Regions from separate parts of the Capsicum annuum genome. Here region 1 is linked to region 2. Evidence: chromatin contacts called from public Hi-C data. All regions are on one chromosome and are shown on one strand. Each heading gives the region's core, a stretch centred on a gene start, on an enhancer-like site or on the middle of the called end of the contact. The rest is flanking DNA. Distances are from core to core; before and after follow the strand shown. Region 1 holds the start of LOC107873401 (beta-carotene hydroxylase 2, chloroplastic). Region 2 has its middle 170 kb from the start of LOC124899247.

The links. Hi-C and Micro-C count contacts between places; a contact is called where the count stands out from the background.
Region 1: a contact with region 2 is called in a Hi-C map of leaf, with 2.2 times the contacts expected there. The contact joins the promoter of LOC107873401 here to the enhancer-like site in region 2. A contact is called at or near these places in 2 of 5 Hi-C or Micro-C datasets (leaf and placenta).

Annotation. Positions count from the first base shown.
Region 1 is chr6:50,845,709-50,851,422 of UCD10Xv1.1, forward strand. It overlaps LOC107873401 (beta-carotene hydroxylase 2, chloroplastic), which reads right to left and starts at 3,114. Exons shown (of 7, transcript NM_001398350.1): 1 at 2,675-3,114; 2 at 2,531-2,590; 3 at 2,081-2,152; 4 at 1,818-1,952; 5 at 1,325-1,450; 6 at 1,169-1,225; 7 at 898-1,068. The coding sequence starts at 3,073. The coding sequence ends at 991.
Region 2 is chr6:50,606,664-50,612,022 of UCD10Xv1.1, forward strand. No RefSeq gene overlaps it. Among protein-coding and RNA genes, the nearest start is that of LOC124899247, 170 kb to the right of the region's middle. Within about 2 kb of position 1,973, at least 2 of the 5 cell types and tissues checked have an H3K27ac peak or open chromatin away from gene starts, as enhancers often do. A contact at or near this core is called in leaf, where this site is marked.

The DNA of each region.
Region 1 (5,714 bases), core at 1,864-4,363, 240 kb after region 2:
TTTTGATGTAGATATTTTTTCTCCAAAGCCTTATGTACCAAATGACGCATAAGAAAGAAGTGCCTTCGCATGAAGGAATGAATGATAAGTGTAGACAAATAGTGCGTCTTATCAGTACCAAATGATGCATAAGAAAGAAGCACCTTCGCGTGAAGAAATGATGAATGGTAAGTGTAGACAAATAGTGCGTCTTATCAACAAAATTGCACCTACATACTTGAGAAGATAAATAGAAATTCGTGTAGCTAAACGTGTGCTTACCAAACTCCAATAAGCAGTTATCCTCAAATTCCACACGCAAATTACAAGTAACAGCAAATGAAGCACGCTCAAAATTGCAAGTTCCATGAACTTCTATTCCATTCCTGAAGTAAAAATTTTTATTAAGGAGATCAAAATATAAAGAAGTAAATACATGAGGTAGCAACAAAAGTTCAATATATCTATATGTACGCAAAATATAATTTTAATTATATATAAATAGTGTAATTTTTCAATGAATAAACCCTAGCCCTAACCTAGCTCTGCCCAGCGCCCAGTTCTATCCAAATACGTTTTACCTCAATTTAACTCAAGACTTAATTGGTAATATGAGTCAACTAGGACCTAACTTTTGCCCCAGTTGCATTATTTATCGCTCTTTTATTGTCGTTATTTTTCTTTGAATTCGGTTTTGGTTACACACTTTTTAAGTTGTTTTTCTTTGAGTTTTATTTTTTGATCACACATTTTTTTAAGTTAGCGGGAGGGAGGTACCTTCGTCTGTAGCTTAGCTGAAAAGGCGGGGGAGACATTCGTCTGTAGAGCTTCTAATAAATAATAATTTTTTTCCCTTGCTTTACTGAACAAGAGCCTAAATAAATACAGATTCATTTCATCAATAGAGCTACATTCACTCTACACTGTCAAATACATCAAAAATTCCCTCCCCCCTCCCCACTGACAGAAATTGCAAAATGACGTGTGTTTATCAACAATGAGATCAATCATTCATGATCCTTTTATATATCTTGTCCTTCGATTCACTTCCTTTTCCAACTCTTCCAGCCCCCCTACTTCTTCCAGTTCCTGCATCAATCACCATTTATCCATTGTTAGTATTTCCTCTTATGTACAATGTTGTGTAATTTTAGAATTCATAAGAACACGAAGGGAAGTGTAAAGGCACCTTAGGTCCTAAGAACAAGCCATAAGGGACACCGTTGAACTTCTCTGAATGATGAAGCTGCAAATGCAGTAGCAAACCAATACATTAGAAAATCTTATGAACAAATTTCAATTAATAGTACTTCATAAAAATCGCATTCAAGTGTGATTAAATTACCGAATGAGCTGCAGCCACCTTCCTAAGATAAGGTACATTAGCTACAGGTCCAACAGGGAATCTCTTGTGAACCAAACCATCATGAACGAACATGTATGCCATCCCAAATACTGTGATCCCTAACCCCTGCATAACAGAAGACCGCTTCATCAATTTAACGTTGAACTTAAAACGAGTTTAGACTTGATGTAAATAAAATATTTACAACTATACTCATTAATTTACACTAAGCAATAGACAGCGTCTTAATCGAGTAAAATTTCTGGAGTATCCTAGGGAAATATTAGAGGGGGACTTAGAGCAAGATCAACATGTTTAGCTATCTAACTGCTTTCAATTCATTTACATTATATGAAAAAAGAATTTTGAAGTTTATAAATATAGATTACGTCCATTATGGATTATCTTATTTTAAATTTTGAATTTGTGCCCCATCAAGATCATACTTTAACATTATTTTTTAAAAAAAAGTGCAAGCCAAATGATGACATACAGCGCCGAAGCAGAGGCCGGGAATGAGGCCTTTATGGAAGAAACCATAGTCAAGGAGGGCTATAGCTGGAACAGCATTGATTATGGCAAAAACATCGTTCAGCTCGAAAGGTCCTTCTCTTGGTTTGTGGTGTGACTGCAACAATTTAATGTAACGACAGTAATCTTAATATAAAGTACGTACTAAATTATCTTAAGTAATTCTTTTCTCATCAAGAATGAAATAAGGCATTTAATTACTATCCATATAAGTAGCACACAAACCTCGTGCATGTGCCATAAAGAGGCGTGCCATAGCGCTTTATGTGCCCACCTAGCCCAAAACTCCATTCCTACCTGAAATTCCAATTCAATTTTCATCAGACATTTTAAAATCGATCACCGAAGAACCAACTCTGCTATTTCTAGTTACTCTCTTGTTAACTATTCTAGAATGATTCAAAAATATTTTTGAAAATTTCAAACTTTTAAACCACTTGTAATTTGAATTTCGACTTATTAATGTTTCTCCAGTAATTACGGAATAATACTTTTCAACCGTTACAATATTTTTGCCGACTAATTTATTAATGAAAAAGTCCATATTGATGGTTAATGATATGGGTCGGACTTGAACAATATTCTCCTCATCGGCTAGCTCTTTTGGGGGTATGAATTAGGCCAGTATCTAATCTTACAATTACTAGCTCATAATAAGACAGAAATGGAACTTACAGCAGCACCAACAGAGAGAGCAAATGTGCCAAACATTTCGGAAAAAGGAACTTCTCCACCCTACACTCGAAACAGAAATAAAATTACAATAAAATTTAAGTCCCAAAAGAAGAAGAGTTTGGGGATTATGGAATGTTCCAGTACCTCCATTTGCCAGTAAAATCTGTAATAAACCGCCATAACAGCCATGGAAGTAATCCCAAAACTAGACATAACCGCAGCAACAAGATAAGTAAACCTCTCCGATTTCTTCCTAGCCAATTTCTCCGCCAAACGCGTCGCTGAGATCTGCTCTTCAATCTTCATTTCAATATCTTCTTCCCCAGCCTCAAATTGGGTTTTGAACTTGTCATCCTCAAGAACAAAGCAAACAGTGAAGCTGGGTCTCCTTCTACACCTCAGAATTGAGCCGAGATTAGGAGAAAACGGAGTTATGGGGTACACTGATGGGGTTGTTGGAGTGGGTTTTGGGCCGAGAAATGGGCTATGGCGGTAATAACTTGTACGGGAGGTGGACGAGAATGAAATTCTGGCGGCGGCCATGGATTGTGGGGGTGACTAAGTAGAGTCTCCTTCAAAGTTCCTAGAGCTTTGAGAGAGAGAAAGAGGAGGTGACTCGGAGTTGATGAGGGGCAATTTAAGCAACTGTGTGAGGGAGAGAGAAGGTTTTGGAAGCCAATGCAGGTAAATGCACTGGAGCCACAAGTTCTGTTTGTGGAGCGGACTCCTTTATGTGTACAAATGCAGGTAGGGTGTTTAATTTATCGATTTTTTGACTGACAAAAATAATATTTGTAATCAAATCAAAATAAATTTGATTTAGTTTGGTTTTTATAAATTTGATTTAGTTATTTTTGAGTTTTATTTTGATTTGAAATATTAAAATATTTAGCCTTTTTTTTTCATATCTGAACATTTAAAATTGAAGAATTTTTTGAGAAAAATTATTTTTTTCAAACTTGTTTTTCATTTTTAAATATAAATAACTCAACATGGATGAAATTAATAAAATAATCATAAATTTAACATAATACAGAACGTTATTAATCATTACATATAATATAATTTTATATAAATAGTTTACAAAATAACACAAAACTCATAAAAATAGTCCATGAAATAACATACTTTCTACATAAATAGTCCATAAAACAATCCAAAGTCACCAAAAGAATCCATAAAATATTTGAGTCACTAAAACAATCTATAAACAGCCTGCGGCGTATGTGAATTTGCTGTTAAATGTTAATTATCAATGTGAATTATTAAATATTATATATATATATATATATATATATATATATATATTATTTATAAAATTTTGATTTTTCGATTTAATCGAATTTATTTTTTAAAATCAAACCGAAAAATCAAAATTTTAAAATTACAAATTGAATTCAATTCAAAAAATCAAAATCAAAATTAAATTTTGATTTGATTTTTCAATTTTTTTTTATTTAAACAAAAATATGCCTACACCTAAATGCAGGGTGGAGTTTTTTTTGTTGAAGGGGCTGGAATATTTGCCATTTGGAGAGAATGGGGTCGTTAAAGCGAACTACCATTTCACTTTGTGGTGCTACTTTTCACAGTAATTACACTTTTGCCACTTACTACTCTTTTTCTTTCTTTTCTCCTTTTTTTTTTTTTTTTTTTTTTGATCAATGCTTTTTTTATTATTTTTTTCTCCCTCCAATAATTATAGAGTTATTTGATTTTATTGTAGAGTTCATGAGAATTATAATGCACAGATTATTTATTCAAAGGAGAGGAGGTAGAACAATAGCTTGGATTGATATCCAGTGTAGTTTAACAAGAATGACTTGAAGAGTAGTACATAAAATACAGAGAAATGAATAGTATAAGAGCAAAATAATGTGAGAATATTGCTAGTATCACATGTAAAAAAAGTGTACAACTATCAAGCCTATCATGGTGCAGTAAAAATATAACACTCAACTATCAACTAAATTTTCACCCTAACTTATGATTTTTCAATATTCTAAAAGCACGTCCTTGGCATGTTTAAGAAGCATCATGTATTGTCTAATTATCTTCTCTCATTATTTTTCGATCTGCATTTCTCTCTTCTAATGTCTGCTATTATGTAGTGTCTCATACAATTTTGCTAGGGCATCTACACTTTTTCTATCTTCACATATCAAAATCCACAACTTCTCAACTTTCTTTTTCTGAACATGTAATTTCTTGATTAGCCAACATTTCGTCTCATACAACATAATGGGTCTAACAATCACTTTATGAAACTCATCTATAAGTTTTAACTGTACATTCTTATCACACAAGATTCTAAAGGCAAGCCTCCATTATACTTATTTTGAATCATTACTTTATTCACTTTCAACTTACCTCTAATGATATAACTAAGAGTTATAACTTCAAGTTAATGAGAAACGTCTCAATTAAAATATTTTTAATATCTTAAACATTGAAGTGGAGCTAGAATGTGACATGCCAACAAAATTTTCAAAGACAACTAAGGAATAATGTCATATCGGCTTGATCAGTGATGATAGTCTGAGCAGTAACTGTTGAAGTAGTCATGAAAGTCAATGAAAAATGGAGGAAAAGTAAAATGTGTATTCACTTTATGGAAGAAGCGGTCTTCCACATTGGTGAGAGAAAAGAACTTTTTCATGTTAAGCTAGATAAGCATTGGCCGTGTTGGGCACGGCCCAACACATTAGGTTTTGATATAATTTTCAAGAAAAATAATATTCCTTTCATTTCATAATAAGTGAATTGTTGGAGTATCTTTTAATGATATTTTTTCCAAATTTACCCTCCATTAATTAAAATTTTGGTCTAGTTTCAAGGACTTTATATTAGCAGCTTTCTTGTGTCCCCCAATTAATTGAAGGAGTGCTTTATATTAGCAGCTTTTAAGTACTTCTTCAATTAAAAGCTTAGCAGCTTTTAAGTACTTAGCAGCTTCCAAGGACTTTAAATGTGTATTGAGAATAATGTATTATTATTAAGGTTTTGAAATTTGAAAAGGATAAAAATGGAAAAAGATAATAAACTATATGTCTTTATTTTTTTTTTCTTAACATGTGTGTCAAAAAGTCAACAATTCACTTATTGTGGAACGGAGGGAGTACAACTTATCCTATCATAACTATTTAAAATCTCAATCCTTTTAAATAATTACATAAAGCTTCGA
Region 2 (5,359 bases), core at 723-3,222:
GTCAGATGCACAATGTAATATCAGCAATCAGTTTGATAATGAAGTTGTGATTTGCAAAAGCAAATCTCAAAAAAATAAAACAGATGCCCAAGTTGCTAACATAGAAGAAGAAGACTACTTATTTATGGCAACATATTTTTCTACTAAGAAATTTGGATGATTGATAGTGGTTGTACAAACCACATGACATATGACAGAAATCCTTTTAAAGAGTTTATATCCGTTGAAAATAAGAAAGTCAGAATTAGGAATGGTAACTATATTTTTGCAAAAGGAAAAAAGGTCTATTGCAATCAAAACAAGTCCATACATCAAAATAATTTCAAATGTCCTTTACGTGCTTGATATTGATAAAAGTTTGTGAAACGTTGTCCAATTAATGAAAGAAGGATTTAAATTATTATTTGGAGACAAATATTGTCGAATCTTTGATTCCACTCATCAGGGGATTTTACAAGTTGAAATGAGAGGTAAAAGCTAAGTATTTAATCCAACAGAAGATGCACAACAAGCCTTGCAAAATCAAAGACAAATTGACAGATTTATTCAAGAGGTTAAGTCTAGAATCTACAATTTCTTAAGCAAGGAGGACTGTTAGAATTATACTTTTAAATTGGAGTAACTTTATTTTACTGCTTTAGTTTTTTTTTGAATAAATCCTAGTTAATAGGTTGTTAGTTAACTATCTTTTATTAGAGTCTTGTGTGGCTTGAACTTAGGATTTAGTTTCCTCTTTGTTTGTTATTTGAATCTACAGATAAGTTTAGTAGCATATTTTTATATTTTGTAGTTAGAAATTTAGCTATAAATGTATGTCTTTGAGTTATTAATAGAACAACTTCTTTAGCCTCATTACAGTATTTTTCTGTTAATATTTTTTTCTCTATTATTTTCCAATTTCCTTGATAAAAACCAATAGAAAGAACAATTGTGATGTATTCAGCTTTACCTTATGCTTTTGGATAGGTGCAGAATCATATTCGTCAATGCATTGACACTTTTCTTCAAAATCTTGGAAGCCTTTGATGCCTAAAGGAGCAATTGTCATGTCCTACATGGCGGAAGTACCTTATATTAAGGGGTACCATTTAGGGACACCACTTTAAAATAATACAAAGTAAGTATTAATTTGTGACAGAAAGTAAACATTTAAAACTATTTTAAGTCTCTGACACACATTTGCAAGATGAACCTTGACAATAGATGGGCATTTTTTGTTGAAAATTCTGCATACTCCACCTAATATCCTAGTACCATCACCTCTATTAATTAACCATCCTCATGGAATATTTTTGACTACGCAGGTTATGATTGAACTCCTTTATCCAGACTATCAAGATGAACAAATTATGGAAGATTAGAGCTAAAGTTCTCCATTAATAGTGACAGTTGCAGGGGAAATGAGAAAGAGTATATTGGGAGAACAGAGTTCCCTTCTTTTGTATTAGAGAAGATAAATTGCAAAAACTCAGCAACAATGTACATAGTTCACTATTTATATAGCTACGAAGAAAATTAAACATCTAGAAAATATCTAGCTTTTGACCAACTTGATGTGACAGCTGGACACAGTTGGAAATATAAATAACTAACTAACTATCACTAGCTAAGATAATTAACTAATCAAGCTATACATATATCTTAATCTCAATACCCCTCCCCCTCCTCTCATGTTGGAGGTGAGGTAATCATAACCAATTTGTGTAAGAGAGCAGAATAATTTATGCCAGTGAGAGATTTAGTCATAATATATGCTAGATGATCTTCTGTATTGATGTGGTATAGAGAAATAAGACTATCTTGAAGCTTAAATCTGACAAAGTGGCAATCAACCTCAATGTGCTTAGTCCTTTCATGAAAAACTGGGTTCCTAGCAATGTGCAGTGTTGATTAGCTATCACAATAAATAGGAGTGGTGTTTAAAAAAGGAGTAGCCAGCTCCTCAAGTAGCTTATGTAATCAAACCAACTCCCCAACCCCCCTTTCTGAGAGACCTGCACCCATTTTCAGCTGAGAAAAAGAAGATGGTCTCTTATTTCTTGGATTTATAAATTACGTAAAAGCACAATGTACCCAAACATTGACTTTATAAAATCTGAACAACTGGTCCAATCAGAGTCACATATGTATGAACTATGCTATCTAAGGATGAAAACATAAAGATGCCTAAGGTTGGATCCTGCTTCAGGTATCTGAGCATATGGAAGGCTTCATGCAAATGTGGTTCTCTGGGATCCTGCATATAGTGGCTTAAGTATTTCACTTCATAAGCTATGTCTAACTTGGTATTTATAAGGAAGTTGGGCTTTCCCACCAATCTTCTGTAATAGGTGGGATCAGACAAGACTTTCCCCTCATGGGCTCTAAGATTAACATTTGGATCAAGAGGTGAAGTCAAATAAGTTTAGTGACTATAGTAAAATTCTTTAAGTAAGTCCAGGATAAAGGGAGTATCCCAACGTTTCTTGGTTGCAGTAGTTGTAAGTTCCATTATAGTTGTCATTTTGACAGCTGGAGAGAGAGTTTCCACATAATCAACTCCAGATTCTTGTGTATAACCTTTCACTACTAATTTAGCCTTATATCTCTCAATACATTCATCAGCTTTATATTTTAGTTTGTACACCCATTTACAACTAATGGCCTTCTTTCCTGGTAGTAGAGGTATAAGGCTCTAGATATTGTTATCATGAAGGGTAATAAACTTTTGTGCGCAGGGCTTACAACAACCTTTTTATATGATGATGGCTCACTAATATGAGTAATATTTATTATAAAAGACTGACTATTAGGAAAAAGATTATCAGAAGATATATGATTATGAAGAGAGCAAGAGGCATTAAGGGACAAAAGAGCAAGATCATGACTATCAGGTGAAGTGAGTGGAGGTTTGAGAAGGGAATGGACATAGTTAGCTAAATAATTGGGAAGTTTAGGTACCCTATATGATCTTCTAGATCCTACATTACATAGACCAGATAAGGTGTGAGAAGTATGAAAGGGCATAGAGGAAGTACCTTCTGGTGAAAAAATAGATTCATAAACATTGGGTGAAGGTGAAAAACATGGACCATCATTATTTGAACATCTTATATCTCTCTACACATGTGTGGTTAGTTCAAAAGTAGTGGTATCGATTGGAGTTGTATTGGTTGAGGTTGGAGTACTATCAGAATAAAAATTACCAAAAAAGTGACAGAATTAAAAGGACAAGTAGGAGAAAAATAGAACTTTTGGTTAGTGCAAAAGGAAAAATAGTCTCCTGGAAAACAACATTCTAGAAAATAAGTATCTTCTTATAAGCTAGACTTAACAACTTATATCTTTTTGTACCAAAAGAATATCCTACAAACGCATATGGGTTGGATCTAGGAACAAATTTGAATCTGTGATGTGATGGAGTGATAGGATAACACAAACATCCAAAACTTTTCAGATATGAGTAAGTAGGTTTTGTTTATGACTTCATAGGGACACTTATTATTAGTGGGGTAGAATGTAATCTATTGATGATATAGGTTGTGGTTAAAATGCATTTACCCTAATATTTTATTGGGAGTTTTGATTGAAAATGGAGAGCTCTGGATGTCTCAAGTTTGTACTTGTGCTTTCTTTCAACCGCACTATTTTGTTGTGGTATGTATAGGCAAGATTTTTTGTGTATAATTCCTTTGGATTGAAAAAATTGAGTGGCCTCATTATTAGTGAACTTTAGGCCTTTATCTGATCTTATAATTTTGATGGTGGTGTTAAATTGGTTTTCAATAAGGTTGACAAAGGCTTTGATAACATGAAGAACATTGCTTTTACTAAATAGTTATGTCCAGTGGACCTGCTATAATCATACACCATGGTTATGAAGTACTAAAAATTTTCATGTGTTGCTATCTAATAGACCCCATAGGTAAATATGTACTAATTCAAAAATCTTATTATTGGTGTGAGTTCTGGATGAAAAGGGCAATTTATATGTTTGATCATGAAATAAATAGGACAAAAGAAAGGTTGTTTATGTGAGAAAGCCAAAGGTATGAAGGATATGCCTTTTATCTTAACAAAAGTAACACGCCCAAATCTATAATGCCACAAGAAGTTTGCATCAATATCATGATATAATCCAGAAATATTTCATACAACATTGTCTTTATTAGAATTATGAATATTAGGCAATACAGATGTTGAAGGAGTTGAATTACAAGTATGAGAAACATATTGACAATATACTATATTGGCACGAAAAGAAGAATATAAGATAGGACACTCTACTGAAGTGTTGCTCATTTATAAGTAATCTGAGCAGAGAAAGTATAGACCATCATGCAACTTACCGATCTCTAGAGGCCTCTTCAGTGAAGGTGCCTACAGTAGATATGAGGTATTAGAAAAAGAAGTAACACACTTAAGATACATGGTCAAACAACTAACAGAGATCAAATTGTATTTTAAGAAATGGACAAAAAGGATACTGTTCAAAGATATTTGAGGAGCAAACTGAATAGTTCCAATCTCTGCCGCCTTAACTCTATATCCATTAGGTAGTCTAATCAAGAAAAAATAGGTTAGTGTGATTAAGTTGGTGAGATTTTGTTTATTAAAGGTCATGTGATGGGATGTTCCTGAGTCTAATATCCACAAATCAGTTTTTGCTTTGAAACATCCACATGAGAGTTTGTCAAAATTAATAGAAGAGTTACAAGAAATAATACCTGTAAAATTAACTGATCCACTTGTCATCTATTTTCAGTAGAGAACTCCTCAGCTACATTAATTTGAAATTGTTGCAGCAAGCCTGCAATTTGGCTATATTGATCCTTAGTGAGGTTTGGGTTTTGATAATTGTGTTTATGTGCAGGCGAGCAACCAAATTCAGCATCATAACATGTAGCAAAATAATAAGACAACTCCACAGAATTAGCAGATGTTATGCCATTACCCATGTTAGAACCTTGGCTAAAGTACTGTGGTTGGTTGAGTATTTGTTGTGGTTGTTGGGGTAATGTTGAGGTGCTGAACCAGTTGGACAAGTAGAATTTGGAAAATCATGTAGCTTGTAGCATTTTTCCTTGGTCTGACCTAACTCCTTATAGTATTCACAAAATGGTCTATTTTTACTGGAGGATGGATGATTGGATATAGAGTAGTTGGTCCTAAATTCTATTATCGGAGGAATTGAACGAGATAGCAATGAAAGAAATGGGCTCATTTGATAGATAAGAGGAGTGTGTGGATAAGGATGAGTTTGTTCTGAGTTCCCTTTCTCTGGAAAGCTTTGATGCTCCTACCTTGAGGGAGCTAAATTCAGTAAATATTTGACTGTGACTTGAGCTATCCCTGCTTCTCCTCCTGGAATAAAATAACA